Linked DNA regions of Mus musculus: region 2 is linked to region 1. A link is a contact called in public HiChIP or PLAC-seq data. All regions are on one chromosome and are shown on one strand. The core of a region is the stretch at or near the end of the contact, and the rest is flanking DNA. Distances in the headings are between cores, read along the strand shown.

Region 1 (5,071 bases), core at 749-3,248:
CACAGGGCAACAACAAGATAAGCAGATAATTGAGTCCCTGTAAGGATACAACTTTGATTGTGTCATGGAAGCCAGAGATCTTGAACCAGACCGATGACTCATTGCAAGGAACATGAGCAAGTGAAGATGTGTGGACAGAGGGATACACTGTGGGACACACTACACTTTCCACAATGAGATGTTTTCTATGCTGTGTGTGTGTGTGTGTGTGTGTGTGTGTGTGTGTGTGTGTGCCTGTCTGTCTGTCTGTGTGTCTGTGTGTCTGTGTGTGTGTGTGTGTGTGTGTGTGTCTGTGTGTGTGGGTGTCTGTGTGTGTGTCTGTGTGTGTTATTTTATGAGAGAGGTTGTAAAGGCAACAGGTGCATATGAGGGGATGGAGAGATGAGGGGGACTGGAGTACATGATGTGAAACTCACAAAGAATCCATAAATTTTTTTTAAGGGCCATGAATTAGAAAGAGAGTAAGGAAGAGGAGATATATGAGTCAGCTTAGAGGAGAGAGAGGGAGGAAATGATCTACTTACAATAAAATAACTTAAAAACTTTAAAAAGTTATTTTTAAAAGAAAAACTATTGATAAAGTTGATCTGCCTGTATGGATAAATGGGCATGAATACAGGACTAAATGGGTGACTGGTATGTAAGTGACAACATCATGTCTAAATTTCAAAGTTTATGACTGGACCAAGGCTATCAAAACCAAATACTAATGTTATCAACTATCCCTCCTATGTGAAGAAAAGAAGTGCCAAAAACTAGAAAACATTGCTAGAAACACCAGGTAACAACAATCAGGTGGGGCAAATATTAGGCTAGGCTGCTGCTGGTCCCAGCCAAATACAGCTTCTGTATTTCTACAGAGCATCTCAGAAACTGGAAAAAGAAAAAACACACACACACACAAACACACACATAAACATACACAACACATACATACACACACTAACACACATATACACACAAACACACACAACAACACGCCCACATATACACACACACAAACATGCACACACACCTGGAAAAATTAATATGAACCCAAATTTATCTCTATGTTGGTTTTGAAGTAGTAGAAAAATGGACTTTCTAAATATATCTAGGATTCTGTCTACATAGTCAACCAAAGATTAAACATTTTTATAAACTTTAATTATATTGTATTATATATAATTATTTCATTTCACATGTATTGGTATTTTGCCTGCATGTATGTCTGTGAACTACTGGCATGTCTGCTGCCCATGTAGGTCAGAAGAGGACATGGGATCCTCTGGAAGTGGAATTATAAATAAGTGTGAGCTGCCCTGTGGGTGCTGAGAATAGAGCCTAGGTCCTCTGTAAGAAAGCAGTCCTTTCAACTGCTAAGCCATCTTTTTAGCCCAAAGACATTTCTTAATTACACTTCCACTGAATATGTAGAGAAATTTTGTTGTTAATTCCTAAACAATAGATTGGATGAGTAGTTGACAGATAACTTCCAGTATATGAGGACTACATAATTGAGATGAATATACATACCACTTCATTTCATGTAGGATTCTTTAGCCTCCAAAGGTTTTATTATGTGTGGGGATACTAGAAGTATGACCTTGATGGAATCTTAAATCTACATCAAGTAATTTTATATTTAGCTCCTCAATTAATTTTTAAAATAATAATTTGAAGAAAGAGTTATGTTGGCCTAGGAAATTGATACCCACATTCAGACAGTGTCAAGGTCCAAATTTACGCTGGTGACCACACTTTGAACTATGTCCTTCTGACTTTAAATACTAGTCTGTGGGATGGCCTGCAGTCACAGAGTTCTAGCTCAAATGTAGCAATGATTTTGGTTACCATACAGTCATTCAAACTGACACCTGTGAGAGGCGCTCTAGAGTAAACAGGTTAGAATTCTGTTTCCCTGGAATTTTCTAGAGTTTCTGAAAGCCTAGACACCTCGGACTCGAGCTGTGAAATCCTCAGTGACTAACCAACTGCAGCACTCAGATCGGACACAGGCAGAGGCTTGTGGTCATGTGATCTCCCTCACTGAATACGTCATGTGTCTGATTCAGCAAGGAAACGGAAAGACAAAAAAACCCTAACCTTTCGAAATCTCCATCTGCTTGAAATACTCTTATTGCTCACAGTCTTAGTTCTACTTTGTGATTCATCAACCCTAAAAACAAAAGTAGGCCTACAGATATTCCTGGGATGCTTCCTAGACTCTGTGTGTGGTGTGTGTGCGCGCTCACACCACACACACACACACACACGCACACGCACACGCACACGCACACGCGCGCGCACACACACACACACACACACACACACACACGCATACACGCACACACACGCATGCACGCACACAGCACACACGCACGCACACACAGGCACGTTTATACCTGGATCCTCTCATTATAGTCTGTGTGGGATCTCCAACTTAAAGACACTTTCAAGCAGTTACTGACTTCTGAGACTTTCTTACCAGAAAACAATGAAGTAAACCACAGCTTCCTGTCCCTGACACTTTGTCACATGGTGTCGATGCAGTGACTACCCACAGAGATCCAGATGGCTGAGAGACATCAACTGCTCCAGTATACTCTGAAAATGTTTTTGTTTTGTTTAAAAAAAAAAAAAAAAACAATGTCTCAGCTGCCACTGGGGCCATCAAGAAGTCCTGTTTACGTGCTTCATACCCGTGTGCTTCTATCACAAGCCTCTTTAGCAGGTCTTTCTTAATTATGAAGTCCTCCATGTGCCTCAAAGGCTTTGCATCCAAAGAACAGTGTCAAATACATCTGTGGACACTTAGAAAAACAGCACCGCTCACTCACATTCTGAATGTAACCGGAGCTATTCTGTTGAGTCACTGAAAATGTTGATGCTAGAATGTATCCTCAGCATCTCTACAGGATGCTAATCTTAACCCCGGTGTGGAGAGAGTATCCAGTAGTGAAGCTCCCCAGGGGACCAAAGCAACTGCAAACCTATATAATATTGTTTAGATTAGAAAATCTGCTGCCAAACAGAACTTGCCCTCCTATATGGTTCACTTTACACAGCACGGATCAGAGTTTTATCCCATGAAAGCACTAACTAAAAGTGGAAATCTTCTAAGCCTGTTACATTTTCTATCAAATAAGATTTTAAGTAAAGATAGATAGCCTGTGTTACACTACTTCTCCTGAAAATGATTTTTATGTCCTCGGTGAGTGACCAAGAAACCCCGGGGCAAGAATCAATATTGAATTTTCTGTACTCTTCCAAGGGATGAAAAACCTAAATTGAGGCTATTTCTTTTGTAAAAAAACTGAGCTGCAAGGCCCACGTGAGCATCTTCAGATGCTTCAGATGCTGAGATTTCAGAATTACGACGACACTGACGTTTCTCTCAAGGAATCTGAATTTTCATCAGTTGAGCTCAAAGAATGTATATAGAGGATTTTTTTTTCCTCAATGAGAATGAAGAAGGTACCCGAATGAAACTGAACCAGGAACTCTCCTGGAGGAGAGCGTCCAGACCGAAATGAGCAGAAACATTTGTTTTTAAACTCTGCCAAGTTGTAAGGCAATGCAGTGCATGAACATTGCCGCAGGTTACTCAGATGTGCGTGGATGCTTTTCCCTGAGTTTCCCAGTTCCTCTTTGCCATCCGTGCAGCCACGGCAGCCAATTAGTCCATTCTGAGTTATTTCCTGTGGATGTGGGTATCACGGGGTGGGGTGGAAAACCAAAACTTTCTTTATGTCTCTGGTTTATGGGTTTTCTAGCATAAAGGGGCAAAAATGAATCTGAGAGGGGAAACATTCAAGAAGCAAAAGGGCAGGGATTTTCCCTGGAGAATAGAAAAATCATCTGCTTGGCTAAAGGACTTCAGAAGAGAGATCAGGTGTGGGTAATTTGAAAAGAAAATGCTGCCTCTTCCTAGATGACTTCAGTGAGGGAACAAAGCAGTCTAGGAGACAGACAACAAATTTGGATGTTCGGGGAGCTGGAGAGATGGCTCAGTGGTGAAGAGCACCGACTGCTCTTCCAGAGGTCCTGAATTCAATTCCCAGCAACCACATGGTGGTTCACAACCATCTGTAATGGGATCTGATGCCTTCTTCTGGTGTGTCTGAAGAAAGCTACAGTGTACTCATATAAATAAAATAAATGAATCTTTAAAAAAAATATTTGGATATTTGCCCCTCCTCTCAAATGATGTTTCTCCATTAATCAATTTATTTATCGACTTTACAATCTGATTAAACCCCCCTCCTCCAGGGGCCCCGACACACAGCCTCTCCCCCCATGACCCCTCCAATTCTCCTCTGAGGAGAGGGAGGTTCCCCCTGGGTCACCCCCACCCTGTCACATCAAGTCTCTGCAGGGATAGATGAGTCCTCTCCCACTGAGGCCAGACAAGGCAGCCCACTTAGGGGAATGGGATCTACACACAGGCAACAGAGTCAGGGACAGCCCTGACTAGTTGTTCGGGAACCCACATGAAGACCAAGATGCACGTTTGCTAAATATTGCAGGCAGCCGATGTCCAGCCCATGTTTGCTCTTTGGGTGGTGGTTCAGTCTCTGGAAACCCACAAGGGTCCAGGTTTGTTGATTCTGTTGGTCTTCCTATGGAGTCCCAGTCCCTTCAAGGTCCCTCAATCGTTCTCCCAACTCTTCCCAAAATTAGGGGACTCCACAAGACTTCCCTAATGTTTGGCCATGGGTCTGCATCTGTTTCCATCAGCTGCTGGATGGAGCCTCTCAGAGGACAGTTATGCTAGGCTCCTGTATCATTAATAGTGTCAGGGATTGGTGCTTGGCCATGTGATGGGTCTCAAGTTTGGCCAGTTGTTGGCTGGCTGTTCCCTCAGTCTCTGCTCCATCACAATCCTTGCACTTCTTGTACTCAGGACAAATTTTGGGTCAAAGCTTTGGGAAGGGAATTGCTGTTCTTTTCCTTCTACTAGGAGTCCTGCCTGGCTACAGAAGGTGGCCTCTTCATATCTTCCACTGCTAGGAGTTTCAGCTAGAGTCAACCCCCCAGACTCTAGGGCCTCCCCATGTACCAGGTCTCTGGCATGTTCAAGAGATGCCTC
Region 2 (5,071 bases), core at 1,105-3,604, 420 kb after region 1:
TAATAGAAACAAAAACATATACAGAGCTTTTCATTAAATTATCTGTTAGCCTTTCTTTGTAAATTTGAGTGGAAAAAAACAAACCAAGAAGCGATCTGCTCTGCTGGCAGGGGAGGCCACTTCATGGGTCTGATTTAATGGCCAGCAACAATACACCACTTCCATGCTGTTTGCCAGAAGTCTCTGACCATAAACATTGGCAAAGCCCTAGCCTGCATGGCTGGTCCCGGAGAATCAATGGTGAAGTCATCATGGGGAATTATGATATCATGGTCCACGGAACTGTCAGCGACTCATACTTCAGCATATGAGTTCCGATCAAATGGAGAAAGGTGGCATGGCCCCCAAGTCCTACAAAATGTTTAACACATCAACAGAGATGTATGTGTGCAAAGCTGTTGAGACAACTCTTCAGTGCGTAACACGTTCAGTGAAAGGACGCTGAAGCTGCCCATATTATTCCCAGATTCAGCCTTGAATTTGCTATTATCACTAAGTGAGTGCCGTTGGATCAAGACCAATGGAACGGGTTAGTCTGCAGGCTATTGACCAGGCGTTAGGTATGGCCTTAGATTATTGACCACATGTGATGTATGGCCTTAGTTGAACCTATAAAATAACGTGGCTTGAGCTGTTGAAAAGCAAGCTTCCCTCTTGCTTAGTAGTCTTCTTGAGGTGGTTAGGAGGAAGGGTGGTTATTAGACAAGACCACCTCGTGCTATCAGATCAGCCTTCATCAACTGCCTCGGTGAGAACAGAGCCTTGTCTTGGCTGATGATCTGCGGTCTCTAAGCAAATTCTAAATTATTCTAAGTTATTTGAGTAAGAAAGACTGTGCCCCGAATCTTTAACAGTCCCAGAGTATTGTAGGTATTTAACAAACAATTCACTGATGCTGAATATCCTTGCTTAGTTCTTGGATCTTCTTGTTACTCACAGTGGCAAATGATAGCGGTGTATGTACATGGATAGACATTTTTTTTAAAGACAGTGTTTCATGCCTAGCTGTACTAAGTAGCCAAGGTCTTAGATTTGTCTGTCTTCATCACCTGTGTGCTGAGATTGCAGGTATTACACCATCATACCACGTTTTGTGCAATGTGGGAGGAGGAAACCTAGGCTTCATACAGGCTATGAAGCACTCTCCTATGTAAGTAAGTAAGTCACACCCAGCCTTCCTACATCTTATTTTTTGAAAGTCATATAAAAGTATAATAATGTGTATATATGTGCATATATATGTATATATACATATGCATTATATACATGTGTGTATATATATATGCATATATATAATGTAAAATGTATATACCTAAATCATCAAAGATTATTTTCAGATAATAATAATGTCTGAAAACTGTCACTCATCTACCTCAGTGGCAACACTAAACTTTCTTTGTATTAGGCAACAGATATTTACTATTAGAAAACTACACTTAAAACTATACTAGCAACTACTACATTTCACAAATAGAAACTCTGGAGAACTGTTTATTGGTATCTTTGACAACTTCTAGCAATAAGCACTTCATTTGGCTAGAGTTCCTAGGGAAGTTTTATTGTAACAAAGAAAGATGACACAATGATTCATTTTCATGCCACAGGATGCCTATATCACAGGACAAGTATGTGTAGCAACCTTCCTTTATAGAGAAGATATTGGCTATCATCTGAGAACTCTCAGTTGCTTCCTAAGACTCAGTAATTATGAAATGAAGGTTGCTATATTTAAAGCTAACAATTAACTTTGAATTTTAAATCACAGACTTTCATTAGGAAACATGTATGGGGCCCGAGAGAAGCTTCGGTGGTCCTGAGTACTCAGTGATCTTGAAGAGGACCAGAGCTCAGTTCTCAACATACATTTGGCAGTTCACAACCCTCCATCACCTCAGTTCCAAAGGATTCGGCACTCTTCTGGCCTCCTCAGGCATCAGGCATACATGTGATAGACACACACACACACACACACATAGGCAAACAGTCACACACATTAAAAAAACAAACCAAACAAAGAGGCCTCCACACCCACTATTTCAGAATGTGAAACTTGGTTTGCTTTCACTGTTTCCTAAATAAAAACATTATAGAATGCAAGTAAGCATGATCCTATCAACGTGCTACACTCTCGTTTACACTCTTAACTTTGCACTACTGTACTTGGAAGCTCCTTCTTAATGAGGCAAGGCTGCAAGAGGAACCCAGGCACCTGCAAAACTTCCGCTTATGGTTACAACCTCGGAAAGAGGAGACACAGCTGGTGTGCCAGGGCTAGAAGGGCTCAGGCTAGTGTTTGTACCAGAATGAAATTCTACCCAGCTTGCTTCCCTTGTTTAGGCCAAAGATGTGTCTGGTTTCACAACTGGCCTACTTACGCAGCCGTACAGAGTTCAGTGTAATAGGGGACATTGCAGACTTAGGGACACAGCCTTGTCTCAGGACGGGAAGACACATCTAAATGCTACACAGACCAAAAGCAAAGGCAGAGATAGGGTAATTTCATAGAGGCCAGGTGCTTTTTTTCAAGCAAAAGATGTAGCTAACACCTTTATGAACAAATGCCAGTCAGCAACAACGAGTTCAGTGCACCAAATGGCTAGTAAATTCTTTGTCTTTGCTAATACATCATCTATCAGCAGTGGCTGAAATGAACTGGACTCTACCCACTAACAAAGGCATTGCAAATACTACTTGTTTATTTGTTTGCTTGTTTTTAATCCCTTGTCTTTTGGAGATAGGATTTCCTGGTAGAGTCAAGGCCAGCCATGAACTCAAGTTGCTCCTCTTTCAGTCTCCCAAGTGATAAGGTTTTTGGTGTATACTAACATACCCTGAATGAATAGTGTCTTGACACATATCAAAATACTGTTTCTCTGGACAGCGCTCATAATAGAATAGGTTAATTGGTTGTGTTGGCATTTCGTCTAGGCCCCACCCCACAGTTCCCTGGTAATGGCCATGTGTGCCTGATTCACTATGAAAGGGACTGCTTGTCCCCTCCTCACTTTCTTCTCTTCTCCTCTTGCTCTTGTTCCCTTACCCTCTTACCCCTCTCTCCCCATTCCTCTTGCCCCTCTCCCCCCACCTCTCCATGTGCTCATGGCCTGCCTTCCCTCCACTCCCCTCCCCTCCGCTCCCCTCCCCTCCCCTCTCCTCCCTCCCCCATTTCTCTGCCTTTCTCTGTCTCAACTCCCCTCCCCATGCCCTAAATAAACTCTATTCTTTTTTTTTAATTAGGTATTTTCTTCATTTACATTTCCAATGCTATCCCAAAAGTCCCCCATACCCTCCCCCCTCCCATTTCTTGGCCCTGGCGTTCCCCTGTACTGAGGCACATAAAGTTATTCTATACTATACCTTTCTGTGGCTGGTACCTCAGGGGGAAGGGATGCCTCAGCATGGGCCCACAGAGCCACCCCCTTCCACAGACACCATACTGTGCCTCCACCAAACTCTCTCTCTCTCTCTCTTTCTCTCTCTCTCTCTCTCTCTCTCTCTCTCTCTCTCTCTTTCTCTCTCTCTCATAAAACACAACAGGTTGACCCATGAATTAAGAATATTAAGTCTTGTGTGTGTGTATGTGTGTGTGTGTGTGTGTGTGTGTGTGTGTGTGAGTGCACTCACGTGTGTTCTTGTGTGTGCATGGCTGTGATGGCCAGAAGAGGGCATTAGATCGCCTGGAGCTGGTGTTACAGAAGCTGTAAGCAGTCCAACATGGGTGCTGGGAACCTCTCCTGGGACCTCTCTAAGAGCATTATGTGCTGAGCCATCCCTCCAGCCCTGTTGACACACCCTCCCTGTTTATGATTTCCTAGCTAACAGTGTCTGCACAAGACACACTACCTAAGAGCTATTAATAAAGAATAATGAGGCTTCCTCAGTGACTACATTGCAGAATTTGTTTCTGAGAGGAACAGCAAGAGGCAAATTACATTCGTTCCCAACTCTGACTCACATGCAAACAAGCTCATCTCATCTCCAGTTAATCCTTGTGGAAGCACACTTCAAAATTAATTTGGCTTCATTTCCATATTCTGGGTGGCAAATATCTCTACATTTTTTTTCCCTTTTAAAAAAAGAACCTTGAAGGCAGCTGCTTGTGAAAAATAGAGTAACCAGCCCTTGTTACCGTCCAAAATCATTGGTTTTTCCCAAGACTGTAGAAAAGAAAAGGAATCAGGACACATCTGTTGCAGTGTTTCGTGCCAGGAAACCATCTTGCCACCGCTGTGGTCTGCTTTCACACCCTACTCAGTTTTTGCTAGGGCTTCTCTTTAGGTTTTGTTTCAAACTACAGCACATAAGAGTTGGGGAGCTGGGAAAATGACTCCCCGCATCTTCATGAGAATCAGCAGCTTGGGGTGGGAGATGCTGCCTCAAGCCTCACCCATCTGGTAGAGATGCTCCTTACTGCAAAGTAAGTGACTGTGTGAAAACGGACAGAAGCTACTGAGGTAGTAGAGACAGCACATCTTGACAAGAGGACTACCAAACCTTTGGAATTTTACTAAAATAATAGCGTGAAAGCCAAAAGCGTGAATTCCACTAATTTTAAGAACTTGCCTTGTCACAGTGGGCCTCAGCTAGAATCCTCTCACGGCCTGCTGTAGCATCCTGTTGTTTAATTAATCCTTATTTAAAACTTTATAACAGGAGTCTGGGGAGATGGTTCAGTGCACAAGGCTTTCTGGAAGTGTGAATGGAGTTTGAATTCCCAGGATCTAAGTACCAGCGGGGTGGAGAGGGCAGCCCTACAGCAACAACTGTAAATGGAGTAGAATGGAGGGGAAAAGTTGGTCAGCATCAGCTGCCAGCCTCCACATGTGTACCCAACATGTGTGTATAAATGCATGTACTCACGTGTGGGCCACTGTGCCTCAAACACATTCACATACACTGAAAATAGGGGAAATGTGATAACAGCAATAATTCCCAAACTGATCTATATAGAGAGCCATTATAATCTAATTATGAATAGTATTGTCAGCTTGATAGGGCCTAGAATGACCTAGGAGATAAACTTTGGATAAGTTTATAAGGAAGTTTCTAGATTGAGTTAACTGGGATGGTA

What was found. HiChIP or PLAC-seq counts read pairs in DNA pulled down with a chosen protein or histone mark.
Region 2: a contact with region 1 is called in an H3K27ac HiChIP or PLAC-seq map of microglia, with 5 times the contacts expected there. The contact joins two enhancer-like sites.

Annotation. Positions count from the first base shown.
Region 1 is chr16:84,581,558-84,586,628 of GRCm38.p6, forward strand. No RefSeq gene overlaps it. Among named protein-coding and RNA genes, the nearest start is that of Gm32073, 26 kb to the left of the region's middle. Within about 2 kb of position 1,999, at least 134 of the 459 cell types and tissues checked have an H3K27ac peak or open chromatin away from gene starts, as enhancers often do. A contact at or near this core is called in microglia, where this site is marked.
Region 2 is chr16:84,998,192-85,003,262 of GRCm38.p6, forward strand. The region is part of intron 13 of App (amyloid beta (A4) precursor protein); the gene reads right to left. Among named protein-coding and RNA genes, the nearest start is that of Gm10791, 29 kb to the left of the region's middle. Within about 2 kb of position 2,355, at least 29 of the 459 cell types and tissues checked have an H3K27ac peak or open chromatin away from gene starts, as enhancers often do. A contact at or near this core is called in microglia, where this site is marked.